3 separate regions of the Sus scrofa genome follow, and regions 2 and 3 are each linked to region 1. Evidence: chromatin contacts called from public HiChIP or PLAC-seq data. All regions are on one chromosome and are shown on one strand. The core of a region is the stretch at or near the end of the contact, and the rest is flanking DNA. Distances in the headings are between cores, read along the strand shown.

The links. HiChIP or PLAC-seq counts read pairs in DNA pulled down with a chosen protein or histone mark.
Region 2: an H3K27ac HiChIP or PLAC-seq map of alveolar macrophages shows a contact between it and region 1. The contact joins two enhancer-like sites. A contact is called at or near these places in 3 of 47 Hi-C or Micro-C datasets (embryonic fibroblasts, mesenchymal stem cells and omental adipose tissue) and 2 of 2 datasets of contacts at active chromatin or transcription factors (alveolar macrophages and skeletal muscle).
Region 3: a contact with region 1 is called in an H3K27ac HiChIP or PLAC-seq map of alveolar macrophages. The contact joins two enhancer-like sites. A contact is called at or near these places in 1 of 47 Hi-C or Micro-C datasets (omental adipose tissue) and 2 of 2 datasets of contacts at active chromatin or transcription factors (alveolar macrophages and skeletal muscle).

The regions. Positions count from the first base shown.
Region 1 is chr16:50,708,694-50,712,411 of Sscrofa11.1, forward strand. The region is part of intron 2 of LOC102164818 (a long non-coding RNA gene); the gene reads right to left. Among named protein-coding and RNA genes, the nearest start is that of BOD1, 24 kb to the right of the region's middle. Within about 2 kb of position 1,723, at least 8 of the 83 cell types and tissues checked have an H3K27ac peak or open chromatin away from gene starts, as enhancers often do. A contact at or near this core is called in alveolar macrophages, where this site is marked.
Region 2 is chr16:50,435,852-50,439,846 of Sscrofa11.1, forward strand. CPEB4 (cytoplasmic polyadenylation element-binding protein 4) reads right to left here. Exons shown (of 8, transcript XM_005657625.3): 6 at 3,362-3,476; 7 at 1,764-1,945. LOC102164640 (a long non-coding RNA gene) reads left to right here. Exons shown (of 6, transcript XR_002339629.1): 6 at 1-1,524. Among named protein-coding and RNA genes, the nearest start is that of C16H5orf47, 38 kb to the left of the region's middle. Within about 2 kb of position 2,235, at least 3 of the 83 cell types and tissues checked have an H3K27ac peak or open chromatin away from gene starts, as enhancers often do. A contact at or near this core is called in alveolar macrophages, where this site is marked.
Region 3 is chr16:50,411,721-50,415,994 of Sscrofa11.1, forward strand. No RefSeq gene overlaps it. Among named protein-coding and RNA genes, the nearest start is that of C16H5orf47, 14 kb to the left of the region's middle. Within about 2 kb of position 2,596, at least 17 of the 83 cell types and tissues checked have an H3K27ac peak or open chromatin away from gene starts, as enhancers often do. A contact at or near this core is called in alveolar macrophages, where this site is marked.

The DNA of each region.
Region 1 (3,718 bases), core at 473-2,972:
TATGGTACGTGAATCGTATCTACCATATTACATAAAAGAAGCCCGAGAGGACTGACTGACTTTGACCGTCAGCCCTGCTCTGAGCCAGTGTGGGACGAGAAGCTAGTTTCCCAACCTGGCTGAGCTTGGTTCCACCACCTCTAAAGTGATACGAAATGATCACCTTATACTTACATCCCAGACTCAGTATGAAGGGGAAACGAGAGGCCATCTGTGACACTGATTGATCCATGGGTCACCCTCCATAAATGTATGTGCCTTATCAAGTCCCTGTTCTGTATCAGACACTGGGACACAGAGACAAATGTGCCTTTCCTCTTGCCTTCAAGGAGAAAGCAGTTAAGGTGGGAGATGGGCAGTGATATTAAAGGGCCAGCAGTGCTGTGATTCAGAGTCCAGAGGGCACCAGGAAGACGGCGGTCCCTCCTCAGACACATCTTCCCTGACCCCAATCCCACAACCCAACACTGTCTGCTGCATCACCCTCCTTGCTGCTATGGCACCATCAGAATGTATTCTCTTGCATTTACTGGGTGCTTCCTTCATGCCTGCCTCTCCACCAAGACTGGCAGCTCCATGAGAGCAAGGCCCTTGTCTGGCTGGGTCCCCAGTGGCCAGAACCGCATCCTACATACTCAGTAAATATTTGCTGAATGAAAGCAGCAGGATGAGGCTTGGGGGATGAAGAAGCCTGGGTATTCTGGGCTGAGAGGGCCACAGCCAAAGCCACGGAGACTGGACTGTACGGCAGAGGGGGAAGCGGCGGGAGGGGAAGTGGCAGGAAAAGAAAATGGAGATACAGGTGGGGCCGCCCCAGGGCAAGACTCGGCTCTCACTCCGGAAAGGGGACTCTAACCACTACCGAGTTCCCCCCTCTCTGCTGACTCCAGTCTATGGCAAAACCCACAGATTCCTGTTAGGTGTGCTGAGTGCAGCCTGTGTGTTTCTATAGCAACCGTCACCATGGCAGCAGAGGCCTGGATCCAACTTCCGGCACTGCTAAGGCCCTGAGCTCCTGTCCCCCTCCCCCAGCATCCTCCATCCCGCAACATAGAAGGAGACCCGGCTGGGCATCCACACTGGTGGCAGGCAAGGAGGGCTGTGCCCAGGTGTGGGACACAGGATGTCAGAATTAAACATCAGATATGTCACAACAGACACACCTGCCAAGCACAGATGCAGCAGCCTGAGCATTTGCTAGCAATTGCAATTTGCATGGCTTTGCCCGGGCAGGGGATGGGGAGTTGGGTTTGAAGGCACACCAAGTGGCGGAGCAGACTGGCCTCCATGTGGGCTGGCTGGGTGGGGCGTGGAGCTCAGGGTAGGAGGCCTGGAAAAATCCCAGCTTCCTCGGCTCCCAGACCCATGGCCTTGCTGAGCCTCGTGCTCCCATTTTTCCAAACGGGATAGATAAACAATGATAGCAGCAGCCCATTTCAGATATTGGAAACCAGCACCGTGTCTTGCCCCTGACAGGCATTTGATATTTAGCGAGAGACAAATTATGTGAATTAACAAATAATAATAAAAAGGACTGTCATCTCTCAGTCAACAAAGCCACAAGTCCCAGGCCCCTCTCTCTTCACTCTCCTCCCCGCTCCACGTTCTGTTCAAACCCAGTTCTGTTACATGGGCTTTGTCTCATCTGTTCTCTGCTGCACCCCAGCCTCTTGGAGGAGTGATCACAGGTTCCTGAGTCACAGACATGAGTTCTAATCCGGCTGCTGTGACTTGCTGTCCTTGTGACCCCAGGCAGGTTGACTCATTTCTCAACTGCTGCTGAGATCCCTTTAGTTGCAAGACTCAGAAACGCACACAGACTGGCTTCGGTCCAAAGGCAGGAGGAGGATAAGGTTCCAGATTTGGCAAATAAAAATATAGGATGCCCGGTTAAACCTGGATTTTAGATAAACAACAAATAATGTTTTAGTATAGGTATGTCTCAAATATTGCACGGGACATAGTTAGATGAAAAAAGTCACTGTTTATCAGAAATGCAAATTTAACTGGCCAACCTATGTTTTCCCTGTCAACCCTGGGTGGGACAGGTACTTAGAACTCACGAAACAAGCTGGATCCGGAGTTCAAGTAACAGCATGAGGATTGCCTCAGACTCCCTCGCCTCCTGTCCCCATCTGGGGCTTTGCATTTTGCAACCTTGGAGAGGCGCACTCCTTGGGGCAAAAAACCATCAGCTGGGCCCTCTCCTTAGGACTGTTATGCAGAAGCTCCCCCCTGCCTCCCACTCTCCCTCCTCCTGCCCTCTGTCCCTCTCATCCTGTGCCCACACTAAGCCCTGGACCCGCTGGGTGCTCTCCCTTTTCTGCCACCAGGCAGTGAGCACTCACTCCCCTAGACTTTGCTGTCCGGCAGGGCCCAGCACCCTCACACCCCGGCATGGTCTACCCCCACCCACGCTGCATCTCACCCCTACACCTCCTACACACACACACACACACACACACACACACACACACACACACACACACACACACATTTTTCCCCTCCCAGGAGTCCAGGAGTGTTTTTGCCCTGGACCTCAGTTTCCTGCTCTGGACCATCCAGAGGCCACAAACACCAACAACACCAGGGCTTTGGCCAGGATTTTAAGGACAGCAGCAACTCCATCTCAGGCCCCTTGTCAGGTTGGACAACAGGCTCATCATTGCCAAGGCCCCAGAATTTACCAAAGAACAAGTAATCCGAATAGAATAGAAAACTTAGTTTTGAGTGGAGGTCCCCTGCCCGTAATCTCTGGACTAGATGGCCCAGCCCTGTGATCTAGGGTGGGCCTCTCAGGGGTGTTCCTGGGAAATACCTTCAGTAGGCGCCTGAGGGGACTATTTAAAGTGCATTATCTGGCCCCACCCAGACTCCTCAGACCCAGCACCCAGGAATCTGCATTTTAGCCAGCACCCTCAGATGTTGATCATACTCACTAAAATTTGAAAACTACAAATTCTGCCTTTTACATTTTTTTTTTTTTTGCTTATGGCTACACCTGCAGCATATGGAAGATCCCAGGCCAGGGACAGAATCCAAGTCGAGGCTGCAACCTACATCACAGCTAACACCAGATACTTAAACCCATTGCACTGGGCCAGGGATAGAATCCAAGCCTCCAAAGCCACTTGAGCCTCTGCAGTCAGACTCTTAATCCACTACACTACAGCAAGGACTCCTGGCTTTTCCATTTTAATAGGAAATTAAACTCTTCGTTTGCAGCCCTTAAAATGGGGGAGGGGCATTTTCCCTTCAGCATTTTCCTCCCTAGCCATGCCACCCCCTCCCCACTGCAACCTTGGAACATTGCAGGCAAAGTAACCCAAGCTTTGTGGAGCAGGAGCTCCTGCCACGTGCCCATCCACTGTGTTGGTCCCATTGGAACAACCTGGAGGGCAGGGATCATGATGGGAAACCTGAGGCTCCAAGTGGGAGGTCCCTTGGCCAAGGTCACAAGGCCATCAATGGAGGAGCTAGGGCTCAAATCCCTGTCTGCACAGCATCAGGGTGCCCTGGGGAGCTTCTCACTAAGCTAAACTAGCTCTCCCCAAATGGGAACAGGAGAAAGGCAATCACGGGGTTGAGAAGAAAGCTCCTCTCCCCTTCTATGGAGCAACTACCACCACCAGGGCAAAGCAACAGTCATCCAGGATGGGATGGAGGGGGTCACAGTGTCCTGGGGATGGAGAAGGAGTGAGAGTGGCTTTGATAAGAG
Region 2 (3,995 bases), core at 985-3,484, 270 kb before region 1:
GTGTGTATTTTTCAGTGTGAATAAAAAGGAGCTCCTCCTGCCCCCTTCATCCGAGCTTACAACAGAATCCACACCCTTCTCCTTACTATACCCCCGTAGAGCATGATGACCACCAGAATGGTAAAATTTCAGCTGCCACCCGAAGTAGAATAAACATGAAACGGAATAGAAGCAGTAAATGAAGACCACTATTGACTTGATAGTTTCTACGTACTGAACCGAGAAAGGCACAATACAGTCAAACCAATAAAGACTTTTTTGAGCACAATGCCTTGGAGTGTTGGATGTCTACGTTGGCCCTAAGGAAAGCGCTAGTCTGCCATGAAATAAGGAGCGGACACCAGAATGTAAATCAGTATATTGCTTACTTCATCAAGAAGGTCTTTCTATGAAAAAAAATCTCAACGGAACTAAAATACGATGCTTACTAATGTGGTGGATTCACATTCTGGTGTAAATCTGGATCTCACTGCAAACGAGCAACAAACCGTATCAACTGGCGGTTGGTTCACAGGCCACCCTTGGAGTAGTACTGCCAGGACAGATTTCTACCCACCAGAACATAAAGAGGTCCCCTGAGGACAGGGACCTCTTGTCCTAGGCACTAAAACATTTGCTGAGTGCATGAAACACAAAGATAAGAAATCTGTGGCAGCAATATGGATGCAACTAGAGAGTCTCACACTAAGTGAAGTCAGTCAGAAAGAGAAAGACAAATACCACATGACATCACTTATGTGTGGAATCTGAAATGTGGCGCACACAAACCTGTCTACGGAACAGAAACAGACTCACAGCACAGACATGGAGAATAGGCTTGTGGTCGCCAAGGGGGAGGGAGAGGGAGTTGACAGACAGTGAGTTTGGGGTTAGTGCTGCAAACTTTTATTTTGAATGGATAAGCAAGGAGGTCCTACCGTACAGCACAGGGAACTAGAGCCAATCTCTTGGATAGAAGAGGACGGAAGAGAACACGAGAAGAATGTGTGTATGTATGACTGGCTCACTTCGCTGCATAGCAGAAACTCATACAACACTGTAAATCTACTCTACTTTAATAAAAAGATTAAAAAAAGAAAAACCAAAAAACTCATCTGTAAATGTAAAGAAAGAAGACAAATAATGGAACACAGAGTCTCAAATATAATAGCCTGGAAAACAGAAGAAAGAGTTATCTTTGAGGTTTTATCCAGCCTTTTGATTCAGAGCCAACAAAGAGGAATTTAAAGTAATGAACCACTCCCTGATTTCAGGTGGGAAGACAGATTGCAAATGAAAAGATTATGATTTCTTTTACTTAATCTGTTACAATGAAATATTTCTTACACATGCAGCCCTTGAGGTGAATTTCTTCAGTCATTTGTTATACAGCGCATAGGAAAACAGGGCTCGCTGAGATATTCTCGATACCCCAGGTTTAAAAAAGAAGGCGAGGAGCTCTCAAGGGCATTCACATTTGTATACTTATAACACAGTACAAAGGATTTGGTAAATACTTATTGAATGACCAACTGAACAAACGAATGGATGAGGTGAAAGTCAATTATAGTGTTCTGGTCAGGCTACTCAGAAAACGACGAGAGAGGAAATTCATAGGAAACTCTTAGATGTATCCTACAGCACGCATCTGTCTAATGGGTCCTATAGGCATAACCACCCGCTGTCGATTTAAATCCCCCCCGCCCCCCCCCCACCCATTCCAAGCTTGGTGATGACACAGAGGGTCATTCTGAGAACTTTCCAGAATGTAGTCCAGGACTTACCCGTTTATCTATCTCTCCATGCTGCAGCTGCACGAAGCGGGCACTGATAGCAGCTATGTAACTCTGTTGATTAGAGAAAGCGACGCGCCCAGCTCCTTTTGGGTACTTCAGCTCAGGGTCGGTATCAATCCCGGCATAGCACACACCTCCGTACAGCCGGTCCATTATCATGGCAAGCTCCACTGCATACGGAGGAGGGAGCAGACACGACATTTGAAGTCAGGAAAATTCATCTGGCTCAGCAAAGATTTCAGCAAAAGCAGTTCCTCTGTCCATCATTATAATATTATTAAAATGACACTAGTTTCTACAACCAGCTGTCTATTGCATTTATCTTTATTCTAATGTAACTAAGGCCAGGGACTCTGCTGGGTGTCTCACAGATATTCGCTCTTGATCTTCACAACACTATGAAGTAGGGAAGTAGTAACTTCCTGAGGAAAGTGGGACAGAGAGGACGATCAGTCTGTGCAAGGTCATGGGAAGTGAAAAGAGTGTGCCCTCGTCTGTCTGCTCTATACCATGGCGCCGCCACATATTTACCAGTTAACAGTGTATTGCTTAATATAAATAGTCTTTTGGACACTACAAATCGGATAGGTAGCCTCTTTGGGGGTCCTTCGAGTGTATTTCCATCAAAACCCATTTTACCTTTCCTTACAGTCTAGCTATGTGCCAGTTTCCCACATAGAAACTTGAGATAATAAATGTATCTTCTCCATGAAGAGTTACAGTTTTGAAGCTGCATTCTTACCCACTTTATGCTCAGTGTGTGTGTGTGTGTGTGTGTGTGTGTGTCTCTGTCTCATATAGGGGCGTGCCTGCGGCATATGGAGGTTCCCAGGCTAGGGAGTCTATTCGGAGCTGTAGCTGCTGACCTACACCAGAGCCACAGCAACGCCAGATCCGAGTCGCATCTGTGACCTATGGATCCTTAACCCACTGAGCGAGGCCAGGGATCGAACCCTCGACCTCATGGTTCCTAGTCAGATTTGTTTCCGCTGCACCACGAAGGAAACCCCCACACTTTATGTTCTTTATCTCACTTATACTATTAACCCTCAAATTATTTCAAGTTGGGGATGAAATGTCTTTTGTAAGGACTGTTCTAGGCACAGATGCACTGCTGATGCAGAGCTCAGTTAATGGCTCCCGAGCACATGGGGACATGGGCAACAATGACCATCTCGACAAATGACTCATTCCTGAAGCCCTTCTCTCTCAGACGACGATGAGAGTGACGAGCAAAAGCATTACGTGCGCTGCTCCAAGAACTGCGGATCTGTGATATCATTAAATCCTCAAAACAACTCCACATAAAGTACATACTTATCCATCTATTGGACAGATGAGGAGACTGAGATTTAGAGAAATTAATTTGTCTAAGGTTACCTGGCTTTTGAGTAACTTTTTATTTTTTAATTTTTTTTTAGCTGAACACATGAATTCAAAGCCAGACACTGATTCTAGAACTCTCACTCTTAGACATAAACGCAAATGCTTATGGAGAATTTATCCTGGAAAATGTGTATAAGATGTTTCTTATGCTAAAGGATGTTTTTTTTTGTTTGTTTTTTGGTTTCTTTGTTTGGTCATACCAGCTCGCAACGGTCGAGGAACACCACCAACAAATATAGTTTTTCGTGGGTCAAGAGGCTGTGAACCATCCATCACAAAGTCACTGTCACTGAGATTCCAAGGTCGAATCTGGACCTAGGGAGTGTGCAAACCAAAATGTCTCATTCTTGATACAGATAATTTATGGGGGAAAGAAGTTTAAAATTATTGCATAGCATTTTACTTTTAAAAGCAATAATCCATATCATTACAAATCAATAAAACTGTAAAAGTAGAAAAGACCTAAAAGGAGCATATCCCAACCCTTCATTTCCTTTTTAAGAGTAAACTAAACCAAGGTGGACAGTTCAATTGAATTGCTTATTATAAGTCAAATCACTTAACATGGCCTTAATTATCTGTAAGTTGATTAACTATCTCAGCTTATTTGGGCCTCTATACTACCCAATCACCCAGGATCTATGTAATTTAAATTTGGCATGGGATTTGATGTTGATTAGTATACAGTGCTAAGTAAACTAGGATTGTGTGCTCGACCCCATGTCCAGGAAATGCAAACTACTTCTGATACTAGCAAATCTGTTGCATTGCTTCAAAAAGCATTTCAAAATAAAAATATTGATGATATTTACAGTAAATGTTTTATGATAAAAC
Region 3 (4,274 bases), core at 1,346-3,845, 300 kb before region 1:
TCTTCCTTCCAGTGAAATGCCTCTGAATTGTCGTTTTGTATCTTCTTGCTCTGTCTGCCCTTTTCCCCAAACACAGGAAAGATTTCGAGGCCCATTCCTGGGAAAGAGGCCAGAGGGAGGGGATTGTGTTAGAGGTGAAGAAAGCCTAGTGTTTAAGAAAAGTGTTTAATAAAATGCTTCCATCCAACCAATATGTTACCCCCTCGTCCCTCTGTAAGGTAACAGATTTAGGCTCTTCTCCAAGAGTTCCAGGAGTTTTTCTATTTGTTTGGTTGTTTAGTTTCTCTTCCTTTGTAGGGTTGTTGGTTTGTTTGTTGTTTCGTTGTCAGGTGGCTAGTAATGACCGAATTGTGTTAGAAGCACAGCATGTGAGAATGGCACCTGAGCTTAGAGGTGTTGGATCTTTCCGCTTTGTTCTCATTCCTGTCACTGGATGTCTGTGGCTTTTGTTTAAACTCTAGGTACTGTAGACTGTCTCCACTTGAGGGGCCCTTTGTAAAGGATCTGGCGCCGCTGATTTCCTAGGGACCTCATGGATGGTAGGACCCCATCCTCTAGGGAGCTGAGAGAGTATCCCCTAGATAGGAAGTAAGGAAACTGAGCACATCCCCCCTGCCCTGCTGCCTCACTACCACTCAACACCCCCCCCCCCGCCACAATCCTGGTTTTGGAGCCCAAGCTGTCAAATTCATTCCTTTTTCTTTTTCTTTCTTTCTTTTTTTTTTTTGTGTGTGTCTTTTTGCCATTTCTTGGGCCTTTCCTGTGGCATATGGAGGCTCCCAGGCTAGGGGTCTAATCGGAACTGTAGCCACCGGCCTACACCAGAGCCACAGCAACGCGGGATCCGATCCGCGTCTGCAACCTACACCACAGCTCACAGCACCACAGCTCACAGCAACGCCGGATCGTTAACCCACTGAGCAGGGGCAGGGACCGAACCGGCAACCTCATGGTTCCTAGTCGGATTTGTTAACCACTGCGCCACGATGGGAACTCCTTTTTTTTTTTTTTTTTTTTGTCTTTTTGCTATTTCTTTGGGCCGCTCCCAAGGCATATGGAGGTTCCCAGGCCAGGGGTCGAAACGGAGCTGTAGCCACTGGCCTACGCCAGAGCCACAGCAACGCGGGATCCGTAGAGACTTTCTATACACTAGGAACATTTGGAGCCTCTCAGGAGTAGGAAACCCCATTTGCAGCAGCGTGGAAGATCCAAAATACTTTGCGATCAATTTAAGGAGATATTCAAAAACCTATAGTAATGAATATTTGAAATGTACTCTACCTTAATCAGAGTAACACTTAAGCAGTATTAGAGTTGGTTCAATGCCTCCAATGAGTTCATTACTTGTTATAACAAGGTCTTTCATACCCTTCCAAACAGGCCAAGAATTTCATGAGAATTTTGGGGTAGGAAGGGGTCTTGTGTAAAAATGAACATTTGTAGTTGATACTCTCTTTCTGAATCTTCTTTGTCTATGTAGTATTAGGCAGGTCTTGTTTTCTTCTGCTTTCATGAAGATTTTTCCTTTGTGAAGTGTTCTGAAAGAATTGTGTATACTTGTCTGATTGTCTGCTTTCATCTTCTGAATGTAAATGCTGATAAGACAAGGAATTTGCTGGCTTTGCCACTACAACAGGACGAACACTTGGATGAATGATAGAATGAATAAGAAAACTCCTGGGTATAATTCTCCTTTGCAGATTACCACCTTTGGCTAACAGAGAATGAGTTCAAAATTCAGATTAGAGGTCCTATGAATAATAATTATGCCGTTTCTTTGTAAGGCAGTATCTCCTGAGATTGACCTTAGCAACTCCCAATGCTGGGTGTGGGCCTCATATGTCACTAGGGCTCAGATTGCACAAATGACTCACCAAAATCACATAGACACCACACACACACACACACACACACCCCTACCCCTGAGGCCTCAAATCAAGGTCTTTGTCTCCAGAATATATATGCCAAGAGGACACATGCCTCTGTGTCCTATCCGCCAGTATACTCTGGATAAATAATATGCATATATTTGTTGAAGAAATAACTGAAGAAACTCCTGGATACAATTCTCTTTCTGGGACTAGGGCAAATTCTAAAACATAGCAGCTTCTAGCCTCTTGCCCTCTCTGGCTTGTCTGTTCTGGCATCAGGAGAGGCCAGTGCTTTGCTCCTTCTCCCCTCCCCCCGACCCCTTCCCTGGAGCCTGGGTCCCCCAGCCTCTAGTCCAGGAGCTGCACCCTCAGCCCAGGCAGACTCTTCTCCCAGCTTCCGCCAAGGCTTCACAGGGACTAAGTTTCGGCTTCTTCAGCTTGGTGTCAGAAACCTGTTAGAAACTTGCAGAGTCTCAGCTCCCAGTGGGGCCGAACCAGAAGCCACATTTGAGCACTGTCCCGGGGTCCCATTAGCATTTGAGGGCTCTGAGCTGCCTTTATCAAGCATTCCGATTTCTATTTTGCTGGGGAAATACCTGGGCCTTGGGGCCCCATCAGCCTACTGGTCCTCCTGAAGCACTGCGATCTCTTACTGGCGGTTTTGAGAGCTGGCTTTGGAAAGAGAACCAACGTCAGGATCCTGTGAGTCACCCACTTGGCAAACATTTATTAAGCACTTATGATGTGCAAGGCCCATGACAGGTCCTGAGGACACAAACATGATTAACACAGTGTATATCTCCCCTGCTGAAAAAAGCAGAGACACAGACTCCATAGGTTGATAATAAATGCTAGTCAGAAAGAGCACTTCTGGTAACAAAGTGTGATGATGTTGAATAGGGATGCGGGTGTTTAGAAAGAGTGATTCAGGAAGTTCTCGCAGAGGAGTAGGTGTTTTTTCTAAGTCCCAGAGGTGGAATGAGGAGCCAGCTCTGTTCTGCATTGCGTTGAAGTGGAGGAGAGGGTGGGGCAGGGTGAGCAAATGATTTTTCACCTGAGGAAAAACACAAGTATGTAGACCCAGCCCCAGGAAAGACGACTTGCACTGGACGAAGGAGAGAGGTCTGCTTGTGGCTTGAGGGCACAATGAAGAGGGAGAGACAAAAAAGATGGAATTCTCTGTCTTGGCACAACGGGAACCAGTCCAACTAGTATCCATGAGGATGAGGGTTGGATCCCTGGCCTTGCTTAGTGGATCAGGGATCTGGTGTTTCTGTGAGCTGCGGCTCAGATTTGGTCCCTGGCCTGGGAACTTACCTGTGCTGAGGGTGCAGCCCTAAAAAGCAAAAAAAAAAAAAAAAAAAAAAAAAGTAGAAGAGGAGGTTAGGGTGGGGGGTGGAGCTGGCGCCTGGGAAAACATGCGATTTTATTATCTCCAGGGCCATAGGAAGCTGCTGTAAGGTTTTAGCAGCAAGGCTTGGCAAAGTCAGCTTGCTGTTCCACCTTAGCTGCAGGGGAAGAATTGCAGCAGGGAGAGGATGGCAGCGAGGAGGTTGTAGCCTGTGGGGCACTAGGATTCACATCACTGGATCCTCATGCCAGTCCTGGGAGCTGAGGATCATGGTCCCCTCTGAACAGAGATGAGTGCCTTTGGGTGGTGTATGTAACCCCACAGAAGAGAAAGGGACTTTCCCAAGGTAGCTGCTTCCAGCAATGGCCAGATCTGGGATAATAATGGTCTTGCTAATGAGGGTCTCTAATGTTTATAGTTTGGGGTATTTCTGCTTGTTTTTTTATGCCCCCCCCCCCGCACTTTTTAGGGCAGAACCTGTGGCAAATGGAAGTTCCCAGGCTTGGGGTGGAATCAGCTGCAGCTGCCGGCCACAGCCACAGCCCCAGCAACGCCAGTTCCAAGCCAAGTCTGTGACCTACACCACAGCTCCTGGCAATGATGAATCCTAAACCCACTGAGTGAGGCTAAGATCAGACCTGAATCTTCATGGATACTAGTTGGGTTTCCACTGAGCCACAGTGGGAACTCCATTTTTGTAGTTATTGTTTGTTTTAACTTTTGCCTCATTTAATGCTTACCTGAACCAGACCATGGAGATATTAGTTTTTGCCTCCCCCCTTTTTTAATTACTCAAATGAATTTATCACATCTGTAGTTGTATAATGATCATAACAATCTGATTTCACAGGATTTCCATCCCACAGCCCAAGCACATCCCCCCACCTCCCAAACTGTCTCCTCCGGAGACCATAAGTTTTTCAATGTCTATGAGTCAGCATCTGTTCTGCAAAGAAGTTCCGTCTGTCCTTTTTTCAGATTCTGCACGTCAGTGAAAGCATTTGATGTTGGTATCTCATTGTATGGCTGACTTCACTTAGCATGATAATTTC